2 separate regions of the Mus musculus genome follow, and region 2 is linked to region 1. The links are chromatin contacts, called in public HiChIP or PLAC-seq maps. All regions are on one chromosome and are shown on one strand. Each heading gives the region's core, a stretch centred on a gene start, on an enhancer-like site or on the middle of the called end of the contact. The rest is flanking DNA. Distances are from core to core; before and after follow the strand shown.

Region 1 (7,291 bases), core at 3,292-5,791:
TATTTCCCCTCTTTCTGCCAGGTTGACATGACAATGGCCTGGGGGCTCTTGGACCTAGGATCTGCTAAGGCGGCTGGTCTTCAGGGCATGGTGTAGCTCTGGCAGGCTAGCAGACAAGTGGTTCTGATCTCAGCCCCAGCCAAAAGCAGGGGATAATATAGACTAAAGCAAGCATGTATGTATGCTAGCTTTCGGTTTGCGTTGAGAGAAGGTCTTGCTAGGTGTAGCACAGGCTGGTCTGGAACTCAAGGCTCTCCTGCCCCAGCTTTCTGAGTGCTGGGATGACAGGTATGGTCCACCATGCTTGGAGGGAAGAGCCCTATTTTATTGGCCTACCTGATTCTTTACTTAGCGACTCCCTCACCAATGGCCTTATGGGAAGTGCACAAATCCGAGCTTATGGCTCAGTAGATGAATGTTGGGTGTCCTGGGGACATGCATGGCCAGTGGAGGAGCATCTGGCTCAGAACTGGGCCTCAAACACTGCTTATTAATATATGTATGTCTCCAGGAGACAATCGGACACTCAGGACTCACTTTTATCACCTGTAAGAACTGGACAGTAAAAATTAGCTTGTTTTTGTTATGAAGTAATTAATGAACACAAGGTTCCAGTGAAATCGTTTGGTAGGTGACTGATGGTCCTCAGCTGTAGTTATCAGCGTGCTGTGTTTGTAAGGGCACATGGACAAGCAGTTATTTAAGAGGTTATTGTCCCATTCACATATTTAACCATGACTACGAATGTCACAGATAACGCTTTAGTGGTGTGCCAGGCCCCGTGGTCCCCACTCAGGGCTGTTTGACCTCATGACCCTGGGAGTTGGTTGTCATGATTATCGCCTGGCATGACTGTGAGTTAGAGTCTGATGACTCTGTGGTGGCTACCGTTCTTTCTAGAACCCAGAAGGAGTTCTTCAAATGTCATGGAGATATCCCGTATCGTTCTGACCCTTGCCAGGTGGTGGAACGTCTTTTCCAGGGGTTCCTCTGAACCCCTTGTTGAGCCTCACAGGGATCCGACTTTATTTCCAAGATCCCCGTGGCTGTCTCCAAATCATGACCTTGGTCCAACCCAGTTGGGATGCAGACTTCTCAGTGGAGTGCAGGGTGTGCCTACTCTTGGTGTCTCTATAGAAGCCTCTGGGCTGAGAACATTACGCTGTTCTCAGGGGGATGAAGTTTCTTTATCACTGCCCACCTACCCACCTCGGGGACAAGAAAGTGTTGCTAGGCCTGAAGACCTGGAAGGGATGGAGGCGGTTTGTGAACACACAGCAGCCGGAGGGCAGTCAAGTACACACTGCACACACAGATGCACCCGTCATTCCGAAGCAGAAACAGCTTTACTCGGATCGGGGAAATAGTGTATCCCTGTTTCAAAAAAAAAAAAAAAAAAAAAAAAAAAAAAAAAAAAAGAAAAAGAAAAAGAAAAGAAAAGAAAAGAAGCCACCATCATCCCATTCCAAACAGCCATTGTCACTGATTTCCTGCATCTTTGTCCATCCTCTGTTTAATAGACACTCTAAGCCTTTGTATGGCATTGATGTCGTGGGTGCACATATAGCTTGCACATCTATGTGTTTGATGCTTTTCCCCAAATCTGAGAAGTGCAATCCAGAGGTCCAGGAGTTATTCCTGACCCCTCCTTCCCCATTTTCCTCCCCACACCTCCTCACTCTCATCTAGCACCGACTCCTACTGATATGGCCTTTCTTTTCCGTGGGTAGCACTGCCCTCTGTTTCCCTACCTGACCTTGGTCATGGCTGCTAACAGCCTCACTCAGTCCTCTTCAGCTGTGGCACTAGGTTAATGTCCCCGAGTAGAATGACTTTGCTTTCTAGTAGCTGCACTTCAGCCTGGGTCTCAGCTTTCCTTAATCGCAAGATGGGAAAGATTAAATGAGCAAATGCATGTGAACACACGCACACACTGCAAGTACATGCTAACACGTGTACACACTGTGGACAGAACACACACCCTCTGTGTGCTTTTCTGGAAAACACAGTCATGTTCTATTGTTCCACTTCCCGAGGCCTTAGCGTGGACCTCAGAGGCCAGCCCGAGCCTGAAAGCCACAAGGTTTGGCTGTCACGTTCCTTGCTGATGCTTTTCCTCTGAGTGGAGGGTCTGGCTTCTTTCAGGTTTGCCACAAACATCTTCGCACCTTCTCTTCACTCTGAAAACCTTCCCTGTTGTGCCTGGCTCTCATAGGCTGCACTCATGACCTGCCTTGTTTCCTGGGCTCTTCCGCAATGTAGACAGCACAAATATGACTTTGCACATGAATCTTCTTGCACGCTTCTGAAGATGTCCTCAGAACTGATCCTTAGAAGTTGGGTTTCAAGGTCAAAGGCCATGACCTTTTTTTTTTTTTTTTAAGGCTTTCGATGAATATTTCAGAAACCCAGACACGTTTCTTGTCTTTGAGGCACAATCTTCTCTCCCAGCTTTCTGCAGCACTTCGCTGGATGCTAGGGCTGACCACAACTCCATTTACCAGGGTGATTTGTTTACTTTCTACCCCCACCTAGACTTGACAGCCAATCCCCTGAGTAGGGGCTGCAGCAATCCATCCTCCTGTCTCCCCGGGGACCTGTTCATGGCAGGTGTCTGGTGACAGCAGCTGAGCTGGCTGCATGTAGGTTTTCTGTCTCTTTCCACAGTGGGATGGAAGGCAACATCCCAGATCCTTGCTGATAAACCAGCAGGCCCCCTGAGCGTCTAGCAAGAGAGGAACCCCTGGCATTTGCCAGATACCAGTGGAGTCTGTCTGTCTCTCTATTTCTCTCTCTTTCCAGCCTAATTGCGGAATGAAAACAGTTCTGTTTAGGAGGTGTGTTTCACACGTTGGGTACAGACATGTTGATGTGTGATGGGGCTTGGGCCTTAGGCGTGGAAGATAAAGTCTGCCACTTCTTTGTAGGTCTGTTCTCTTGCCCTCTTGCAGACACAGAGTACCACCTCCCTCCAAATCTCGCCGCGTCGTTCATGGAAGGCCTGCATCTCCTTTGCAGAACGCGCTGCAGTGACTTGGGCTCACTTCTACTCCTGAGACTCCTCTGAGGCCACCAGCGGGAAGGAGGCTGGACCCTGTCCACCCTGCCCTTCGGCACAGTGATTCAGGGAATAATGAGCAGCCTAGAACCTTTAGCCTAACACCTCTAAACAACTGGGAAAACCCGGAACTGCCCCAGAGAAGCCCTGAAGACCGCAGTCTGGTTTTCTTTCTGTTTTCCAGCCTGTTTTGCCTTGGAAAGGCTGGGAAAGTTTCACCTGGAAACACTGCCACCCCCCCGCCCCCCACCCCCCACCCCCCATTTAAAAACACTTCTTTTGGGATAAACGTCACTCTGTTTCCCAGACTGGGCTGTGAGTTCAAGATCCTCCAGCCTCAGCATCCCGAAGGCTGTAATGACAGAGGTGTGTTGGTACACTGAGCCAAGGTTTTCCTCATCCACGCCTTGGCCTCTCATGGCCTGTCTAGACTCTTTGCAGCTCCTCCACATTTGTGACTTATTTACAAATAGTGACTCATTGCCCAGACACAGGAAAGGTGGGTGTTGGTACCTTCACTTGACAGAGGAAGGAACTGAAGGTCAGAGAGGAACTGAAAGGCAGAGTATAAGGACTGGTTGAAACCCATTGAGGTTCCTAACCTCAATGCAGCTTGCTTTCCTGCAGCCTGCTCCAAGGCCCTGGTTTCAGGCTAGACTCTGTGAACCTACAGACATGTGTGCTCACGTGCATGTGTATGCATATTTGGACTAACTTCTAGCCTGACGCTAGGGCCCTCAGGCCATGTATAGCACCAGGAGGGAGTGTGGTCTGGTCCTACAGTAGGAATGATTTGATACTTCACTTTCTAGCTATGTGATTTTAGGCAGACAGCAGCCCCTCTCTCCAACCCAATCTTTTTATTTGTGAATGAGGATCACAGCCACCTCTCTCAGAATGTGGGTGGGATTGAACAAATTCAACTAGGTTGTTTTAGGGGCAGTGCTTGGTGTGTGGCAGGCCCTGTATCAAGTTCTAGTCATCTCGCCCTTAATCTCTGCAGTCAGGCTGAGAGGCGGAGGAGTTTGACTGGCAGACTTGACCCGTCATGCCCTGTCTTTCATTTGCCAGAAACTTCAGTCTCCCTGGTATGTTCCCTCCCTACCATAAAAGTCTGCCAGCCCCATTCACATCAAGCTTTGCAAGTCTTATTTCTCCCATCAACTTTTCCTTGCATGAAGGAACGGAGCAAGATAGCAATACTTAACCCCGAACTGGAAGCCCTTAAAAATGGCCTGAAGACATCTTCATGTCTCCTACAGATGCACACCCATAAGCCTGCACCCAGCCCCCCTGACTGTCCTGTGGCATTACGGCAGACTCTAGGCAGCTCCCTCCCCTGATTTAGGACGTGCTCTGAGGACATCCATGAAGCTTACTGTCTGCTCTGCTTTGTCACCAGGCCCCACCCCAGGCTGAACGGTGTGGCCTGGGAGTTGTCAGCAAGGCTGCTTACTGGTATGCTGGCCCTGAGGCTTGGAGAGGGAAGGTGCAGGCACCGAGAGGAATGTGCCAGGTTTGTTTCCATTACCCTGGAAACCACTCTGAATCACCCTACACAGCCGGGGCTGCCCAGGGTAGAGTGTGAAGAATGTGGACCTCAGCTGTCAGGGGGAGGGAGCAGGACTTGGGGCTGGAGGTGGAAGCTGTATCAGATTGAAGGATACAACAAAATAAAATGTACTTAATAGTGGGATAATCTCCCTGATAGGCAGTGAGGTCCCCGTCCTTAGAGGTATTCAAGGGCTGTACGCTCACACTCCGTGGTATAACTCTGACTTTGGGAGGAAGTTACTTTTTCTGTCTTAGAATTTGCTGAGCTGTGACTGGGTTTCTGTCCCGTGACTTAAAAATTTGAAGGCCCGTAGGCATCTGCTTTTGTTCAGCAACGTGCAGTGTAGTAACCATGAGTAGACTCTGCCGTGTTAACTCATCGGATTGCAGACAGAGCCTAGGGATGTGCCCATTTATATCCTCAGCTTAGAAAAAGGAAAGTGAAGGTCAATCGCTCTGTGTTACCATTGCTCTGAAAACCTGGAGGTATTTCCAGGAGGCCTGGCATTATAGCCTGGGCCCTCACTTGGGTGGGGGTGGGGACGGTGTCTCAACATTAAACAGGGCAGGTTTCCTAGGATGGGCAGGCCCTTGAGAGAGAACAATTTTGCAAGCGTATCTCAGACCCGGAGGGTGATGCAGTAGACAGAGCAGTATCCTGTTGGTGAGTAAGGGGATGGTCAGAGGACTCATTAGGCCAGACCCGGAAGCTCAGAAATCCAGGTTGACATAGAGCTCAGGGGCAGAAAGAAGGCTTGCCTAGCACGCACAAGGTCCTGGGGCCATCTCAATACTGCAAAAGAACCCAGTAACAACCAAAAAATGAAGCAAAGCAAAGTCGTCAAAGGGGTTATGGAACTGTAAAGAAGCAAGAGAACAAAACCAAACAAAACTGGAAAGCACCTTCAAAAGCACTGGGAGAGAAAAGCATGATGGGAAACTGGGGGTGCTGTCCCAGGAAAACAGAGGCTTTAGAACTTCAGGGTCTGGGGTTTACTCTCTAGATTTGCCACTTCATCTCCTTGTGTATCTAGGGTAGGTTGGCTGACGTCACTGACTCTCAATTTCTGTCTCTGTAAAATGTGTAACTGTGAATGTCTTGACTGAGTTGGGAAGGCTCACCCAGAACTTCAGGAAGGAGGGCTGCTCAGGACAGTGTCTGTGTGTCTTGTTCTAGGAGGCTGAGCAGACAGAGGACCATCTCAGGGTGGGGCTGAGAAGGCAAACTGTCCAACAGATGCCCTCCATCCCTGGATGGTGGCAATCCTCCAGTGTGTGTGTTAATCAAAGGTTAGGGGTATAGCTCAGTGGTACCTGCCAAGTGCCCCGGGCCTGTGGAAATGGAGGCTGCTGAGGACCTAGGGCCAACGACCTGCTTTGTCCCACTGTGCTTTCAGGTGCATGCACAGTCCATTGTCCTGCTAGCCAGGGATCCCAGAAGACACCCGCTGCTTTGGAAGGTCAACAGAGAGTTGGCCTCAGCCTCATCATCTGTCCCCCTTCTCAAGCATGCTTGCCTGATTGCACCCTCTCCATTTCCTAATCTGCAAAAACAGCAGTGTTGGTAGGCAGCTTTGCTGTTTCTGGTGGCCCGAGAATCCACAGGACCGACTTCCTGCAGCAGACAGGCTGACAGGAAGGGCTAGAGGATAGAGAACGAGGACTGTGGGACAGCAGTCACTGTTCTATGGCCCTGAGTGGATGGCAGCACCCCATGTGTGAGGTTTAACTTCCTCAATGCTGCGGAAGTTTAGGAAGGCTGCAGCTTGTTAAATGATTCTCCTGAGGTTGCTGAGCTGATGAGTGACATCAGGCTCCTAACCAGGATTTTCCTCTTCCAGATAACGCAGCTGTAACTATGTAAAGCCCCATGCCTATATGGTCAGGCCTCAGCCTTCCCATCTGTAAAATGGGTGGATTCTTCCATGGCAATAACATGCTCCGATTATGTTGTCTCCCTTTCACTCTACATGTTAGGACCAGAGACCTGTTTGCCCATGCTGGCACTGTGGGGCAGCTCACCTGACTTGAAGGGCAATACTCCTGGCTGTTGCCTTCTAAATATCTGTTTTGATCTCCTTACTGGCTCTTCTCCCTATTATGGTTGAATACTGCTAGCAAAGTTTTGAAGGTTGGCCCTGATACCCTTGGGGGATTCTCTTTTCCAGCATCTTCTTTTGAAACAAGGTCTTAGAATGTAGCCATGGCTAAACTGGAACTCACTACATAGACCAAGCTGTCCTTGAACTCACAGAGATCCACCTGCTTCTGCCTCCCAAGTGCTGGGGTTAAATCTGTGCGCCGCCATACTTGGCTCTTTTGATGGTAGGAGCTGTCAAAGTCATCTAGTGCCCAGCAATGCCCGGGCTCACGGGCACACAGTCCAAAGCTCCAGGAAAAAAGGATCAATGACCTAATAAATTTCCGGATGCAGCCTGCTGGCAGATCATCACCCTTATTCCCCTTCAGAGTCTCATTGGAAAGAGGCTGTCTACCGAGATCCCGTGATAATGCACTACCGTGCTCTCGACAAGCCTCTGAGCCAGGAAGCTCTTCTGAGGGTTTTAACCTGCTTCCCTCCTGCTGTAATTCAAGGCCCCTTTCTCTTGTTGAGCACAAATGGAGAACAGCTGCTTACGCTCTTCCTCAGACATCAGCAATTTCTCAAGATGACCCTGT
Region 2 (7,291 bases), core at 2,624-5,123, 200 kb after region 1:
TATATCCATTTCTTTCTCTGCTCTGCTCTCTGCTTCCTGGCTGTCATGAGATGAGCTCCTCCTGTCCTCTGTCACAATGCCCTTGCCTCATATCAGGTCCAAAACAATGGGGTAGCCATGGACTGCAAGCATGTGTCAAACACTGTTCCTTCTTTGGGTGGCTCATGTTTGTCCCAGAGATGAGAGGTGACCAACAGAGATGACTTTCAGACCACTACCCATATCTTTTAAAGATTGTCTTTAACTTAATGTTGGGATAATCATATAGAATTCCTTTCTAGGCTCTTCTGTGTTTCCTGTGATGAGGTTGCTCTGAGCATCTTAGCCTCTCATGCCTTCTCCCTACCATTGGTTCTGAGTGGTATGAAGGTTGTCCATAACGGTGGAAGCTTATGACAGGGAACATCGAGTGTTAGCTGGTGTGTTGTTTCTTTGCCTTCAAACCTGGGTTAGAACAACTCCAGAAGCTACTCTCAGTCACAAGTTCTATGGATTCCTGGAATCCTTTACTCTTTGTTAGATACCAAAGAGCTGTGCTCCTATCAAGAGGCACAAGAATCCTGGGGGCCTGGGTAACATGCTCCTTTTGTCTTTCTTTAAGTCCTTCCCCTACCCCTAAAGGGGACTTGTGACTGAAGCCTCACTGTCCCATTGCCCAGGCCAAAGGCTATATTTCTTGAGTCATAGTACTTCAGGTGAGCACTGGCTTAAGCAGCACAATGTGACTGCATCCTGACTCAGTGTTCTCAGATATACAACGGGAGGTAGGGGGAACTAGTCAACTGGACGTTCAGGATCGTTCTAAGGCTGTCCTGTCTAAAACATAAGGTTTCTAGTACACAGTAGACAATCCTACAGAAGGCAATCACTATTGCCAGTCTTCGGAAAAGTCTTTTGACCTATGTCATCCATCTTGAGACTTAGAGACAGGGACGAGGCTGGGAAAGAGCACCAAGTTCTCAGAAGGAGCAGATTTTTTTTATTCACGTAATAATGCCACTTCATTAGGAAGAATGACATATTAATCAAGTCTGCAAATAAGTAGAGGTCACTTACCACCATGCAGAAAATGTGGATTTGTATCTAGCCAAGAGCTTTTTCCAGAAGAAATGCAGGCAGTCAGTGGCACCTTCCTTCTACCTCAGCTCAACACTTTATTATTACATGAGTCGGTGGAACAACACTCATTTTCCAATCACATCCTTCCAGGCCCAAGACCTCAACTCGAGTCAGCTTCCATATACCTTATGTGGATTATCCATTTGATGAAGCATCTGCCAAGAAAGTTTTAATCTCCACCAAGTGTTCTAGCATCCCCCCTCGCTTCTCCTCCTCCTAGCCCTCAGCTGATGTGTGCTTAGGAAATGCAAACTAATTTTAAAATTCGCTGGAGCAAAACATGATTAGAATGGTTAAGTCTGCTGCCAAAAATAAAATCAGCTAATGCATTCCATATATTTAGATTTCCGAAATTAAGTTGAAATCATGCTTAGTTCATCCAAAGTTTGGGTTGAGACATATCACCCCAGATCGCTGCTAGAGGACCCTAATTTTTTTTCCTTTCTGGCAGTCATAAATTTGATCGTCTTGTAAATGGAACCACAGTTCTCGTGTCCCAGGGCAGTGTTTTTGCTCTGTCATCCTGCTGAACATGGGGTCATATACCCTGTTCACTTCAGAGAGGAAAACTCTATAGTACAGAGGAGAAGCAAGAGGCAGAGGACACTTCTGGCTCTATCTAAACTACAGCTTTCCTGCTTTTTTATCTCCTTCTTCTCAGCAGCACTAGATGCAGGAATCCATCTGAGGGATGCATCCCCTGCCTCAGGTGTTAGCACTGACAATGCTAGGCTCATTGCTGCCCTTCACAAACTCACAGGTTTTTGTTTGAGCAGGGGAGACAAGGTTAGTATCATAATACAACATACATTACAGAATACAATTAGTTGTTAAATGCTGTTTTATAGATTATTTAAGAGAAACCCAAGGGAGAGATAATTAGCAAAGGCTGGAGCAATTTCCAGGAGGCACCCAAGACAGGCAGTGTTGATCCTGGGAAAGAGAGAGAGAACATTTGGGGTAAAGGGACATTGAGAATATAGGCCCATCCAAGGCATGGTTGTGTGATGCAAAAGAAATCAGTTTGGGTGGAAGAGAAGAATGGTGCTAAGGACTTGTAGGAAACAGAGGTGCTCCAAGACTAAGCTACAAGAAACAGAAAATAGAGAGGTTGCTTGAAGAACAAAATGTGTGGCCGGTGCAGTAGCTCAGTGTGAAGAGTGACTATTGCTCTTGCAGAGGTCTGCGTCTGGTTCCTGGCACCCACCAGGGATGGCTCCCAATTGCCTGTACCTCTAGCGCTGGTTGATCCGACGACCTCTTCTGGCTTCCACAGGCATCTGCATTCATGTGCACACAGCCCACGTAGGCACATCATTTAAAAAAATCGTAAAAACCAAAGCAATGAAGGGTGGTTTATTTGAAAGACCCAAGGTGGGTCCTAAGAACAGGAGTGTATGGAAGACTGCATCGGGGCCCAGGAAGTCCTTATTGCATCTTTTGTCTTCAGTCTTTCACATCTGCCTCTGCCATAGCATCCCCGTTTTGTGTTCTTACAGCATTTTGTAGCCATCTCATGTCTTGAATTCGCTCATTCTCTTTCCTGCCCATTAGCTGCTTTTCTCCCTCTGTTTCGTATTACCAGTAGAAAAAAAATCCTGATGAGCACATGTCCGGTCCCATCAATTACCAACTAAGGCCACAAAGTACAGCCCAGACTACAAACACAGGTGTCATGCCCTTCTTGGGTGAGAGGGCAGATGGCACCCTAGAGGGGTGAGATGGGAAGCAGTGGGTGAGTAGGTAAGAATATGTAGGTCAGGGCTGCTCTTTGGTCCTTCTAGTATCGGATGAAGATACTTCAATTGTCTGGAATACGGTTACCTCATTTGCAGCAAATTCTGAACAATCTAGGTTTTTCCATCAGAAAGACTGGATTGTGGTCACTCATTGTGCTTTGACTATTTTCCCATCACATTTCTAGTTATGCTCATAGAATCAGCAATGCTTCTGGTCTCTGTGATTGAAGAACCTTCCTGTTGTAGGGATTTCTCCTTGGGTTGACTCCCTATCTGGTACCCTGAGTGCCAGGAGGTGGGAAAGTGAGACAGGCTCTGTAGTAGGCCAATGGGTATCCACAGTCTAGAGCAGGAGAGATTTTTCAATTCATCTTTTGCATGCATGGTATCTGTCAAGTATGTGATATTTAATGAAAGCCTTTTGAGCAGAATAAATAAAGTCAGTTTACAGATGTAAGCAATTCACAGCCAAGGAGCAGCTCAAAGAGACTTTAGCTTTATTATAAATAAGAGAAATAATCATAACAATATGTTTCTCCTTGCTCAGACATTCCTATGACACCGTTTCTTCTGTTCCTGCCAGCGGTGTCTCCGGGGACTTTGATGACCTCACCTCTTGTTTAGTTTTGTGGTGCACCTCAAACAATAGCTTGCAACCTTATTTATGTCCCCTGCTTACAAGGCAGGCTTGGGTCAGTCAACCCAGGTGCTGCTGATCTTTGGTAAAGGCAAGAAGCTGGCTCCAGTCACCAGAGAGAAAACCCGGACTTCTTCCACAGTGGTGTGGTAAGGGTAGAAGGGAGATGGTCACCTTCTTCCTGCTAGCCCCAGGCTCAGCCCACTAGGCAGGGCTGGAGGCTAATGCCAATCTGGAAGGTGGCCCACCCCTGCGAACTAGAAGGCAACAAATGAGACGAAATGAAAAATATAATGATGCATATTATATTAATCATCCTCCCTTTTTCTGACACAATAAATCTTCTCTTTAAACTCGTGGTAGCGATTGCAACATCTTCCTCTCTCCTCGAAACAGCACAGATTAAGATGAAGTGATAGTGCTGTGTCAAAAGAGAGCTTTACTGCCACACTTGGGATACAAAGAGAGAGGTTAATTTATCATCGCTGGGGAGAGCTGACAGGAGAGAGATATACAACCGAAAGGGGATTTAGCACAGGGCCAAGAAACTTCACACTATTTTTACCATCTGTCACATGCTCTAATAAAGCAGGGCAAAATATGAAGAAAGGAAAAATGAACTATCAAACACTGATGTAATGCAGCCCATAAATCTAATTTAATTACTTTGCATGGAGACAGGTCCTCGAGTCTGTGTGAATATACTGGATTTTCTTGGCAACTTAACAACTAAGTGTTTTAATAACATCACACTATAATTTATTCTGCTTGAAACACAAAACCCCTTTTGTGAGAGTTTCATTTTTGAGAACTGTTAATTTTTTCGGCTAATGTCAAAACTGGCATAAATTCACATGTGAACTTGAAGCCTGACTGTGAAAAAGGCTTAGGTTACCGCATGCCTTTTTATTGTTCCACACGTCCCCTGCTTCTGCATGCATTAGAAATAATTGGTCTTTGTTGATGACTTAGGTGAGGAGAGTCGTCTTGCAATTAGATTTTAATATAATGACAAAGGGTGTGTGAGGGGGGAATCTTTGTAAAATAAAAGGAGCTAAGAAAACCCAGTGAGTAGAGGCCCTGTTCTCCAGTGAAAAAGAAAAAAAAATTCAGTGCATGATACTCTTAGAAGCAGAAGTAGGCTGTGCCCAGAATCATGAGAATCCCACACAGGACAATGTAAGATCTCAGGGCTGACCAAGACACTGGGGCTGCAGGTCTGCCCTAGAGGGAGCCAGTGGGAGCAGAAAATAAATAAAAAAATACAATTAATATTCATCATGTGTCCTCCCGAATTTGGATGCAGTTACAGAAATTATTGTTAATAATGAAAGCCATATATCAAAGGCTATAAAACTCATCTGGGCTAGGACACTATTTTTTTAGGCTCTGTTCTGAACCATTAAAGATGACATATTGCATTTGTGCGCCTCTGTGTATAATAAGATACATTTAGGTCTGATTCTAACCTAAACTGGCAATTTTGGTATTGAACTTGAGTCCTTAAATGGGGGCTGTGACATTCCAGTCCAGAGGAGGTCAGCAGAACCCATCCATTCTCCCATGACCTCACTCAAACAGGGCAGGATGGATGGGTAATTAATTTGTTAGATCATCAGTGATTCATGTTGGAAAAATACAACACAGAGGCTCTTGACAAATTCAATTGAAATACAGTGGGGGAAAAGGATACGCATCCCCCCCCCCCCCGTAAAACCTCAAACCTTAAGCGTAGAGCAAGACAGACTGTGCAGTTCATTTATCTATTCCTTCAGGATACTTACTTTATAGAAAGCCCTGTAGGGTATATACGGGGAGCACACGCAGTCTGGTAACAGAGATACAGGGATTTGGACACTCCCAGAGCTTAGAAGCCATCTGTGGAGTTTGTGGAGGAACAGGGCTGGAGGTGTTTGGTCGTGATACCTGATCTGGATAAAAACAAGTGCCTGAATTGGAAGATTCTAACAAGTCTAAGTCCCATCAGGAACTTGACCACAATGTCTATACTGTTGACTCTTTGCTCACTGCCACCAGCGATGTGGTGTATGCTAAAAGTCCCAAGCTGTTCAAAGACCCAGAAGCCTGGAAGCTGAGAGGTTACGGGGTTTTGTTTTGTTTTGTTTTGTTTTGTTTTGTTTTGTTTTGTTTTGTTTAGAGAAGTAGTTTCAAATATATTTCTCCTGGTGCTTGTTTCTGAAAGTTCAGACTCCCCAGATCAGACCTGGAAAACACTCAATTCCTGTGGTTTCTCGTTCTGTTGAATTTGTGTGGGAGAAAAATGTACAGCCTTGAACTCTGAATGAAGCCCAGTGTGGAAGCAGTGGTTTTCAGTGGTGCCATTTCCAAAGCTCTCATTGCTGTTTCTAAAGACTTCCCACGTATTCTGTTACTGACCCGCAGCTTGGAATAGTGAACATTAAAAATTAAAAAAAAAAAAATCCAGGCTGCCAGTATTTACTTATGAAATGACTGGGGAGAGCCTGGCAAACCGGCTGCCTGGAAATTAGTGCACAAATTGAAAGTTTGAAGGCTTTTTGTTCCTGGCATTTTGACTTCCTCATCTGAAAAATGGGGATATTAATACCTACCTCCTGGAGTTGTTGTGAAGATTAAGTGCCGCTATGTATGTAGAGCATGGAGCACAGGAAAGGGATGGCTGCAATTATTATTTTATTATAATTATTTAGATTTCATACCCTCCTCTTCCCCTGTCTTCCTAACTTCCCCATTTCTCTCAGTGACTCTCCTCCACTCCTCCCCTCCCCCTACTCTTCCCCCTCCTCCCACTCCTCCCCTCCTCCCACTCCTCCCTTTTCCCCTCACTCCTCTCCTTCCACTCCTCCCCTCCCTTCTCCCCCTCCTCTCCCTCCTTTCCATCCCCTTCCCCCACTCCTCTTTCCCCTCACTTCTCTTTCCCACTCCTCCCCTTTCCCCCCCTTTCCTCCCCCTCCCCCATTCCTCCCCTCCTCCCCATCTCCTTCCCCCACTCCTCCCTTTCTTTCTATGTATCCCCCAACTCTTCTACCCTCACTACCTTCCCCCTCCTCATTGCTCTCCCCCAAGCTGATTTCCTCACAGATTCTTAGGAATCTGCTTCATTCAGTCCTCCCCTCTCCTCACTCTTCCCCAGATCCCCTTATTCCTCCCTCCTCCTTTTCCAAGTTTCTCCTCCCTCCATATACAGGAATCCTCTTCCCTCAGCCTCCCCCTTCTGGCCCAGCAGCAGAATGCAACCAAGCCACTTTCAAAAATAGAAAACAAGAAAACAAAAAAGCCATCTTCAAAAGAGGAAATACAAACAAACACCAAAACAACCAATGCCATACATGCCCAAAGATGACTTAGGCTATTGTTCAGAGATGGCCCTTCCTTGGGAAGCACTTAGCAGAAATAAAAGGAGTACCACACTGCTCTGGGGTGTGAACGCAGATGCAAAGGAATTTGAATTCCCCAAAGCAGAAGAGGAATGCTTTTACAATCAAAGAGCACAAGGAGTAGGAAGCTTACCAGGAATGAAAAAAGCCAGCAAAATTGATTGTGTGGTCTCCCTTAATCCATAGCTATTAGCCCAGGTGCCCATATGAGGTGAACTTTGACCTCTCATAGAAAACACTTGTGCTTGAACTCTTGGTGCTAACCCTGCCACTTGGCACCTTTGTTTTAGCTTACTAGTAAGGATGGCATCATTTATATGAGCAGATGACAAGGGCACTCTAGACCTAAGTTGCAAGTGTCCCAGCACCTTGTGACATGGGCAGAAAGGAGATAGAAGAGACACAAAAGGCCAGCACAC

What was found. HiChIP or PLAC-seq counts read pairs in DNA pulled down with a chosen protein or histone mark.
Region 2: a contact with region 1 is called in an HNF4G HiChIP or PLAC-seq map of pancreatic cancer cells. The contact joins two enhancer-like sites. A contact is called at or near these places in 3 of 39 promoter capture datasets (embryonic stem cells, liver and pre-B cells), 3 of 484 Hi-C or Micro-C datasets (cardiomyocytes, cerebellum and microglia) and 3 of 115 datasets of contacts at active chromatin or transcription factors (microglia, neural progenitor cells and pancreatic cancer cells).

What each region holds. Positions count from the first base shown.
Region 1 is chr8:26,884,576-26,891,866 of GRCm38.p6, reverse strand. No RefSeq gene overlaps it. Among named protein-coding and RNA genes, the nearest start is that of 2310008N11Rik, 64 kb to the right of the region's middle. Within about 2 kb of position 4,541, at least 104 of the 459 cell types and tissues checked have an H3K27ac peak or open chromatin away from gene starts, as enhancers often do. A contact at or near this core is called in microglia and pancreatic cancer cells, where this site is marked.
Region 2 is chr8:26,686,718-26,694,008 of GRCm38.p6, reverse strand. All of the region lies in intron 2 of Gm32098 (a long non-coding RNA gene), which reads left to right. Among named protein-coding and RNA genes, the nearest start is that of Gm32098, 8.3 kb to the left of the region's middle. Within about 2 kb of position 3,873, at least 43 of the 459 cell types and tissues checked have an H3K27ac peak or open chromatin away from gene starts, as enhancers often do. A contact at or near this core is called in microglia and pancreatic cancer cells, where this site is marked.